Linked DNA regions of Mus musculus: region 1 is linked to region 2. The links are chromatin contacts, called in public HiCAR-type maps. All regions are on one chromosome and are shown on one strand. The core of a region is the stretch at or near the end of the contact, and the rest is flanking DNA. Distances in the headings are between cores, read along the strand shown.

Region 1 (4,433 bases), core at 972-3,471, 600 kb before region 2:
GGCAAGGTGTTGTCTAGAAGACAGTACAGTGATAAGAACGAATCCAAGCCTGCCTATGCTGGCCTATCCAAGCCTCCCAAAGCCTGGCTGCATCTGTCTGGGGTTTGGGCTCTCCAAGCTGCGGTAAGCGACCCTCTCAGACCCAGAGAATGCAGACGGAACCGTCGTGGGAACTTTAATTAAAAACTGGGATTCGGGGGCGGGCACCCCAGCGTTTTGTTCGAAGATCTCCAGTTCTGCTGATTCGGAGGGCCTTCGCCTCAGGCCATCGGCAGGAGCATCTGGAGCCATCTGAAGAGCGCAGTCCGTAGCGTGCCGGGGAGGAAGTGGACTAGCAAGCCCAGTGCAGCCATCGCCACCAGCAGCCAGAGTGCGCGCGCGCTCGCGTATAGGGGAGTCAGCCTGCGGGTGGCGCTCAGCGGGAGCGGAGCCAAGCCCCCCCCGCCTCCACACAAGGCCCCGCCCCCTCCATGCTAGGACTGCCCCCAGGCCTAGGCCCTCCCCCTCCAGACTAGGCCTGCCCCGCAGGCTCAAGCCCCTCCCACTCCGGGCTACACCGGCTCGCTAGGGCTAGGTCCGCCCACCCGCTGTCCCCAGATCTCTTTCCATGGGTCCCCTGTGGCCGATCGCCGCCTCCCACCCTTTGAGCGGCGTTGGGGAGCGACCCTCCCCTGCAGTGCTTTCCCGGAAGTCCGGCCAGAGTTACCTGAGTTGCGCTGAGCGCGCGTATCCCTGGAAATAGCGGAGGCGCGCGAACAGGTAGAACAGTCCGCACAGGGCTGCGGCTCCTGCGAGAGTCGATGCAAGGCGACGCGGTGAGCACGAGCTCCCGCCATCCGGGATCACCCCCACCCCCGAAGTGTGCCCCCACGCTGCCCCGCACCTTCGTGGAAGAAGATGCCGGCGACCCAGAGTGTGGCGAGGAACAGCGGAAAGTACTCGCTGCAGTTTACCCTGCGAGGGGTAGGCTGGGTGAGCGCGTGGTTCACCTTGGCTGACACCCGAACCCGCCCGGACCCGCCGCGCTCACTGGGCTCGGAAGACGCGCTCGAACTCGGGAGGGCCAGAGGTGAGCGGCGGCGACACGTGGAAAGCCCTTCGTGCAGAGATCACCTGTAGGGAGAAGTAGGCTGCGGCCGTGGGGGTGTGGGAGTCAGGTGTGGTGCTCCGCAGATCTGGAGCGGGATCCGTCCCTTAGTTCCCCTCTCCTTGCCTCTCACTGAGCGACTCTCTTCTAATGCCCTTCTCCCACCTGCCCCATCAGTGGTGTTCAATGGAGAGGCCCTGTAGGCCTGAGGGTTGATTGACTAGGGTGATGCGCGGCTGAAACACCTGCCGGTGGGAGGAACCTTAGAAGACTTTACTCCTGAACGATTTGACTTGCAAAGCACAGGCAAATGCCTACCTCCCGTTCTGCAGGTCTGGACCCCCTGCGTAGGCAATGGACCAGGGCAAAATTGGCTGTATTCTTTAAGGAACAAGGAAGCACACGTTCTGTGGCTAAGGGACCCTGGTTTCCCCTCTACAGAATCAGCCAGAAGGGACTCTGCCACAAGCCAGAGTCAGTCTAGCTTGGGTCTCAGTACCACCACACAATAGCATAAATTCTTGTCTCAGTTTCTGTTTAGACATCATGGACCCAGCCTTAAATCTGGCAGATACTGTGCTCCAGATGCGTGGAGTTGGGACTCTCCCAACCTAAGCCCATAGCTATTCCACTAGTCACTGTATTGCACTCCCAAACAGATACCAGCTCCCACCACAAGGCAGGCACCTCAAGTGGCCCCTCAGCAGGGTGGCCATCCTTCACCTGGTCCTCCCCTGTAGACACTCCTTAGAGAGTGTCTATACCTGCTCCAGGGAAGTGGGGACTTCTCAGCTGGAACTTTGGCCCTCCAACAGTTCTTGAATTGCTTGGACCTTGGTACCAGGAGGCTAGCCTAGAAGCCTCCTGTCCTTCTCCTGAGCCTGGGCCTGCCAGCACCCCAATTCCCTACCCCAGGAGCCTGAAGAGAGCAGACTACAGGATGTAAGATCCACCCACCTCCCAGACAGGAGCCAGCCCACCTTGCAACAGAACTCCCACGAGGGTGACGGTAGCCAGAAGAGCCACTTCGTCCTTCATGTTGCCAGCCACAGGCAGAATTAGCTTTGGTGTTCTTCTTATCGCCCAGTGTGCTACTCAGACGCTGGCCCAGGAGAGGAAGAGCCTCGGCGCTCTCCACCCCTTTGCAGTAGAGGCGGGGAGGGGTGGGGATATGACTGTATCCACAAAGGCAGGGAGCCTGGCCAGGCTGGGAAGGTAGAAACCAGTGCTGTGGACAGCTTGACCACTTCCTTCCAGTTGTTCCTGGCCTTTCCGTGCTTAGTCCTGTGGTGGCGGAACTCATGCTGCTCACCCAGGCTCCCTCTGACTGCTCACCCATGCCCCCTCTAGCCTTGTGTGTTTCCAGCTACCATATCATCTAGACCCTGCATCCTTGGTAGTTTCCCACTGGCCTTTCAGACTTCCCCTTCATCCAGGGTTTACCCTAGGCTCTGGGCTCCTGGACTCCCACCCCTGACTTCCCCTACCCCAGTGATGACTGGGTCTGTATTCCCATCCAGGGCTACTCTGTAATGTCTAGTGCTGACACACCCTTCCCAACTCCCTATGGCTTCATAATGTCCAGGTGTCCCCAGCCACAATGGACCTACCCATGTTCTTCTTCCTCCTTGGCATCCTGAGGCCCATCCCCCTCAGAGCCCCAAAGGCTCATGAATGATATTTTTTATCCTTGGTTATGGGGAAATACTTGTCTCTAGGCTGGTGTATTTGCCCAGCATCCTACTTGGCTCCAGGCACTGACCCTTCCCTTCCTTAGCCTAGTCCTTTCCACACCAGACAAAGCTGACAACTCCCCACCACTGCCACACTTGTGGTGTAGTCATGTGTGCCGATGTTGACAGAAGAGAGACCCAGTTCTGGAAACTTCCATTAGCAGTCTGGGAAAGGAAGCTTAAGAGTACAGAAGCTGAGAAACTCTTGTTGTCGAGCCCTGGGGGCCACCTTGTGTGGTGTGTGCTCCTGGACTGTTCTTCCTTGTGAAATAGCCACTTCTCTTTTCCGATGAAGCTGGTTTGAGGTAGATTTGGTCAGCAGTGGCAAAATCCAGATCCATCTGGAAGAGTGGACGGAGCCATAGGTGAAGGGCGTGAACCAGCACAGGACAGGAGAGGAGCGTGTACTGGGGAACTAACAGGTCCTAGGCCACACTCCTGTCCCTGCAGCCAGCTTGGCCATATCATGGGTGTCATAAGACAGGGTCACCCTTGGGAGCTTCTGCTTCCCCACAGCCAGCCTCCGTCCTCGTTGCCTGAGGCCTTGGTCCCTGTGGACTCCCCAGAACCCCTTCGGTCTCTTTGTTCATTATTGCCCTCAGAAGATCTGAGGCCTACCTGCTGGGGCTCTGCAGGTTTCTCAAGATCACAGTTGGGTCAACGCTGGTCCTTGCATTACACCAACGTGTAATAGCAGTAGCTGGTGCTCTGAACTCAAGGAATGGTCAGGACACAGGCGTTCCAGGGCAAGATGGGCCTGCACCATGCCAATGCTTGGGTTCCAAACTTCAGGAGGCTGCAGTTGGGGCAGCTTCCGGGAGGGAAGGCATTGAAAAGGCAGAACAGGGCTGGTGAGATGGCTCAGTGGGTAAGAGCACCCGACTGCTATCTGAAGGTCCAGAGTTCAAATCCCAGCAACCACATGGTGGCTCACAACCATCCGTAACGAGATCTGACTCCCTCTTCTGGTGTGTCTGAGGACAGCTACAGTGTACTTACATATAATAATAAATGAGTCTTTAAAAAAAAAAAAAAAAAAAAGAAAAGGCAGAACATAGGATACAGGCAGGCCATGCTCCTATATGCCCATGTGGATAGTGTGCCTGTCTGCGTGCCTGTCAGCAAATGAACATCTCTGCGTGTCTCTGCGGTGAGCGTGGGTGCTCGCCGGTGCAGGCTACAGACAAGTCTATGTCTTGTGTTACTTCAGGCTCTGCTCTGCCAACCTTACATTTCCTCTCAGGCCCATGTGTCCTCCCATCAAAGTTCATTCTCTCTGGCCTGGCCACAGGAAACAGAGGCTTGATATCAGCAACTTCTCAGGAAGTCCCTGAGCAGATGTTCAGGGCAGGGACAAGGGGCTTGGTCTTTGACTCCCTCCCTGCATCCTTTGATTCTTCTCCTTGTACTTGGTTTGCCTAGCTTCTAAGGGCTCCACTGGACCTGCCCACCCTCTGACCAAAGAGCCAGTCCTGCAGGCACCAGCATCTTCTTCCCTGAGCTCTGCATGGTATACCTTTGCTGGCTCAATCCTTAAATGGCTCTGAGGAACCTTCTGGATGCTGAGTTCATGGTTAAACTCTGACCCGGTGGAAAGGTCAGTGGACCATGAG
Region 2 (4,706 bases), core at 1,058-3,557:
GTTTCCATGTCTGTAATACTCTGCAAATCATGGGCTGGGCCTCCATGGACAACATTCGCAGTGTTTTTACAGTGGAAACGCTAGGAACCTGCTCCTTCTTTAGCATGCCGAAGACACATTTCTATGACCCCAAGCTGGTCACCAAGCTCGGCATCTTTCCTGCTCTGTAAAAGGGCCAACGTAAATTAATTATTTGACTCTCATGGGAAATGAATGCAGAGACAGTCTGCACATCTGTTTCTTTGCAGTGCTGGGAGTAAGGCTCTGGGTTTCAGAGCCTTCAGCTAGGAAAGTTAGGAAAGTGCTAGATCTATGAGCAGCATCCCAGCACCTCTCTCTCTCTCTCTCTCTCTCTCTCTCTCTCTCTCTCTCTCTCTCTCTGTCTCTCTCTCTGCCAGGCTTGCCAGTGAGTCCCAGAGATGCACCTGCCTCTTCCTCTCAAATGCTGGGATGACAAACATTACCATCACTCATGGCTTTTTCACTTGATATCTACTATGCCTTGATTCAAACTTAGGTCCTCGGACTTGCATGGCAAATATATATTACCAACTGAACCATCTTTCCAGTGAGCGTGTGAATCTTCTTAGTGGCTAAGTCATTTGTTAGTCTCAACTCAGAAGGAACTGGTAACCCACGTCTTTCCTTGAGTAGAATCGCGACAGATGCTAATGTAATAGCCTTTAGATTAAGAAGGCTAAAACTCCCTGGGATCTTTTCAAAAAGCTCAGCCAAGCAAGCACCAAAGGAGTACTGCTTGCAGCACGCAGAACTGTGCATGGGGACAGGTCTAAATAAACAAGAATTAAATCAGTTTCTGTGCTCTGTTTCTGCATTTACGGTACATAACCTTTTCCTTCTGTTCCTTTGAATATAGCCCAGAATCACTTCTAGAGATGAGGAGGAAGTTAGATCTGGGTGTGAAGGTAGGGGCTGGTATAGGGACAAAGCTCTATTGTTTAAGCTTAGCTTTATGGCAACATGGGGAATGAGGCTGATGAGCATTGATGAGACAAGTGATAATGAGACCAGTCCTACAATCAGTCATAAGACCTCAAGTAGGTTAACATATTGGGAGGGAGGGGTTAAGCTTTCCACTAGTCAAAAGGTATAAGTGGAAAAAGATATTTTAAAAAGCTGTACTGACAGCCTTTGGCCTGATTCCATCTCCTCTGCCTGTATAAGGAAGCCCAGAGAAGCTCAAGAAAGAATAAAATAAATCCCGCCCCCGTCCCGCTGCAGCCCAAAGGCAGCTCAAAAACAGAAGTGGCCTTTACTCACCTGAACCTGGGCTGGCAGCAACCTCGTGGTCATTTTCTCCCTCTGTAGCTCCTCCTGAGAAGACCCTTGAGGCAGAGAAAGAAACTCTGAGGTCTACTCATCCTGGCTGCCCTCCAGCCCTCACTGGGCCACACCAGGCTAGAAAACACCTGCTGGGTAGCTGCACAACCCAACCTCCCCAAGCGACAGGGAACCCAAGCGACAGGGAACCTGGGCAGGAGTACCAAGTATAAGCACACTGTCAACGGGCCTATGACCTTTTCACTTGAGGTTATGAATAAAGATGAACTGAACTAAACAGTCGCAGCTATCAAATTCATTATTAACAAGGTAAAGGGCACCGTTGTGTGCAACTCCCGGAGGTAAGGAAAAAGCACAAATATTCCACATATCTGCACTTGGACATTGCAAGTGAAAGACACACCTGCAGAATGCATGCCCTTTGCAGACTCCACCAACTAGAAGTTAGTCCACTCTTCCTCATGGGCCTTCGCCTCTGGTCCAAAGTATTACCAAAGTCACTTAAATTAACAAGAACAGACACACACACACCCAAGCTAGAACTAGCAGCACTAGCCAGAACTCAATTTACATTTTAGAGAAAAAGGGGGTGGAGGACAGCTCCTGTAGAGGGAATGATATTAACACGTTCTGGGCTCCGTGCCCAGCATCGTTCTGCTCCTTTCCAACAGTAAAACCTTAGAGCAAAGGCACAAGTGGAAAAAATGGACTGTGGAATTCAGTTAAGATACTGTCCAGCACCGAAGACTGACAGAAACTAAGTTTCACCTCCAGGATTGAAAGCCTACAGGCGATCTGCTCAAGGCCGACTTGACTAGCTAACCTGAAGCCGGAGGCTTCTTTGACCGCTGTTCGGGCAGCAGAACCTGGAGTCAGGGCCCGAGGCCCTCACCAGCAGCTGAGGCCTCTGCGTGCTTCCGCCAGGCTCTCAGCCCTGGCCCGCAGGTTCCCGGCCGTTCCAGCTCTGCCAGAAAACCCAGAAAGCTCAATGCCCAGAGCGGGTAAGACTAGGCTCAACTGCGCGTGCGCGCGAGCCACCTGGTTTCCACTGTGGACTACATTTCCCAGAAGGCACTGTGACACTCCTACCCACCCTGTATGGTGCAGAGTGGGACACAGGCGCCTAAAGACTGAGAATCAACTTTTCAGTTGCCACCAGCTTTCAGGTTTCTGTGCAGGCTTCATTCATAATTACAATGGTAATACTACTAAAGAGGAAAAAGTGAGTGTGCATTAAAATGTTGAAGAATAAGGCTCTGACTGCTTAGTTTCAGATAGCGAAAGGACTGTCCTCTTTCATTTTTTAATAGAAAATTATGCTTTTTCTAGGCTACAAAAGATACATAACATACACAATTTTTCATTGCTGGCTCATACTTTGTATTAAGCAAAAAACTGCCATATTAGTCATTACTGTCATGGACAACTCAGATTTTCAGGGGAAGCAAACAGGTAGAAATAATTTATTCATTACTTAAGTTGGAAATGTCTGTTTTTTACAAAAATTTTTTCCTGTCTTTGTCCACTGTAAAAGTTCTGAAGAATGATTATTCGGTCTCAACAAGATACAAATTATGTTCTCTAGGTAGCAATTAACACAAGGAACGCCTTGAGGTATGGGAGGGGTGAGGAAGCTCACAAGATAGACCCTGGTGCCTGGAAGGAAGACAGCCAACTAAAGGTCATATCACAGTGTCCCGGGAACCAACTTGAAGGGCTTCTGCTGTACAAATGTGGGAGAATTTCATCGTCAGAAGGCTCTGCAAAGGTCTGAAAGTCACCGAACTCTGTAAGATTCTATCCTGCTTCTATTCCTGTCAAAATATACCAGAAGGAATGGAACTACCCCCTCCAAAAAATAAATAAACAAACAAACCACCAAACCACGCACAGACAAAGCATTCAATACACATGCTAAAACATACCACTTTAGTTTAAGGACTATAGTGATTCCACACTAGGTAAGGTGCTTTCTGTAGGCTTTTAGTTAATAGTTTTGTCAAGCTAAAGAAGATCTCCAGATGGCTAAACTTTTAAATCATGAATGAAGTAGATATTACCAAATTGCTTTTTCAGCATCCATTTAGATAATCATGTTTTTTGCCTTTAATCTGTTAATGTAGTGAATTACAGAAATACATTTCCTAAATCATTACATCCCCCAAATCGTTAATCTGCTAAAGTACATCTCTGGCTCAAACAAGACTGGTTGTGACAGGTTTGTCTCTGTCAGTTTGTGACTGTTGGGCTGGCTCTTCCTACCCCTCTGCTTCTTGGTTTGGCCTGAACATTAATTTTATTTTATTTTTTTAATTTTACCTACAATCAATTTCACAATGTGTGTTGTCATTTTCTCCTATTGTGTGATATTTTGTGAACAGAGAAATTCCTTTGCAACATAACTGAGTATCATGGGTTAGTTTTTTCTTCAGTAGAAGGCTTCACATGGGTCTTTTCTGCTCTGAGTGAGAGCAGCTCAATGCTGTGAGCTGACACAGCAGACTGCAATACAACCTGTTGTGTTTTATAAAAAGATAAGGAGGAATGAAATCTGTTTGGTGGATGTGTGGTCAGGTGTGGGGAAAGGGGGTGCCTCCACGGGCCCATGCTGAGGCTTTCCTTCCCCGTGAAGGACCAGCCTCAGGACAGTATGTTATAGAATAGAGTTTATTCAGGGCATGAGGAGGGGAGTTGAGAGAAAGGCAGAGAGAGAGAGAGAGAGAGAGAGAGAGAGAGAGAGAGAATATATAGAGGAGTAGAGGCTGACCATGAGCACAGGGAGAGAGGGGGAGAGGGGAATGGGGAGGGAGAATAAGGAACAGGAGCAAGAGAGCAAGAACAAGAGAGACAAGAGAAGGCAAGCTGCCCCTGTTATAGTGAGTCAGGCATACCTGGCTATTGCCAGGTAACTGTGGGGCGGATCCCAGACTAAATGCCAACACAACCAGAGGAAGGGGAGATGTGTTTGGTGTTCCTTCGTCTCCCTCAGCACACTGTGTGTGCCTGTTCTCTGAAAAATGCTCTGGCCATTTCTTTTTAACTCCTCCGTGCTGAACTGGAACCCAGTTGTGCAAGCGAGGCAGGCAGTCTACCGTAGCGCTAGATTTTTACTTTTAAACCGGGATCTCGCTTTGCATTAATGCCCTGCTTCCACATCTGCTTACAGCTTAGTGTGTTGTTTTGCTTTTATCCCCCTCACACTCTCAGTTTTTCCTGTGGAGTTTCACACACAAATTTTCAGCAGGGACACCCTTTCTGGTTCCTTGATATTACTGCTGTTGTCATTTTGACATTGTTCTTCGTCTGGGCTCCAGCTACTGTTCTTTCTACCTCCCAGACACCAACATTGTTCTTCACTCAGGTTTCTGCCCATGCATCATCTACCTTGCTGTGTATTCAACTGG

The links. HiCAR-type assays count read pairs that join an accessible place to other places.
Region 1: a contact with region 2 is called in a HiCAR-type map of astrocytes, with 2.7 times the contacts expected there. The contact joins the promoter of Ltc4s here to the promoter of Zfp879 in region 2. A contact is called at or near these places in 1 of 484 Hi-C or Micro-C datasets (CD4 T cells) and 1 of 115 datasets of contacts at active chromatin or transcription factors (astrocytes).

Annotation. Positions count from the first base shown.
Region 1 is chr11:50,236,311-50,240,743 of GRCm38.p6, forward strand. It overlaps Ltc4s (leukotriene C4 synthase), which reads right to left and starts at 2,222. Exons shown (of 5, transcript NM_008521.2): 1 at 2,068-2,222; 2 at 1,031-1,130; 3 at 884-954; 4 at 707-788; 5 at 151-402. The coding sequence starts at 2,125. The coding sequence ends at 261.
Region 2 is chr11:50,839,245-50,843,950 of GRCm38.p6, forward strand. It overlaps Zfp879 (zinc finger protein 879), which reads right to left and starts at 2,308. Exons shown (of 5, transcript NM_173387.3): 1 at 2,126-2,308; 2 at 1,282-1,346. The coding sequence starts at 1,314.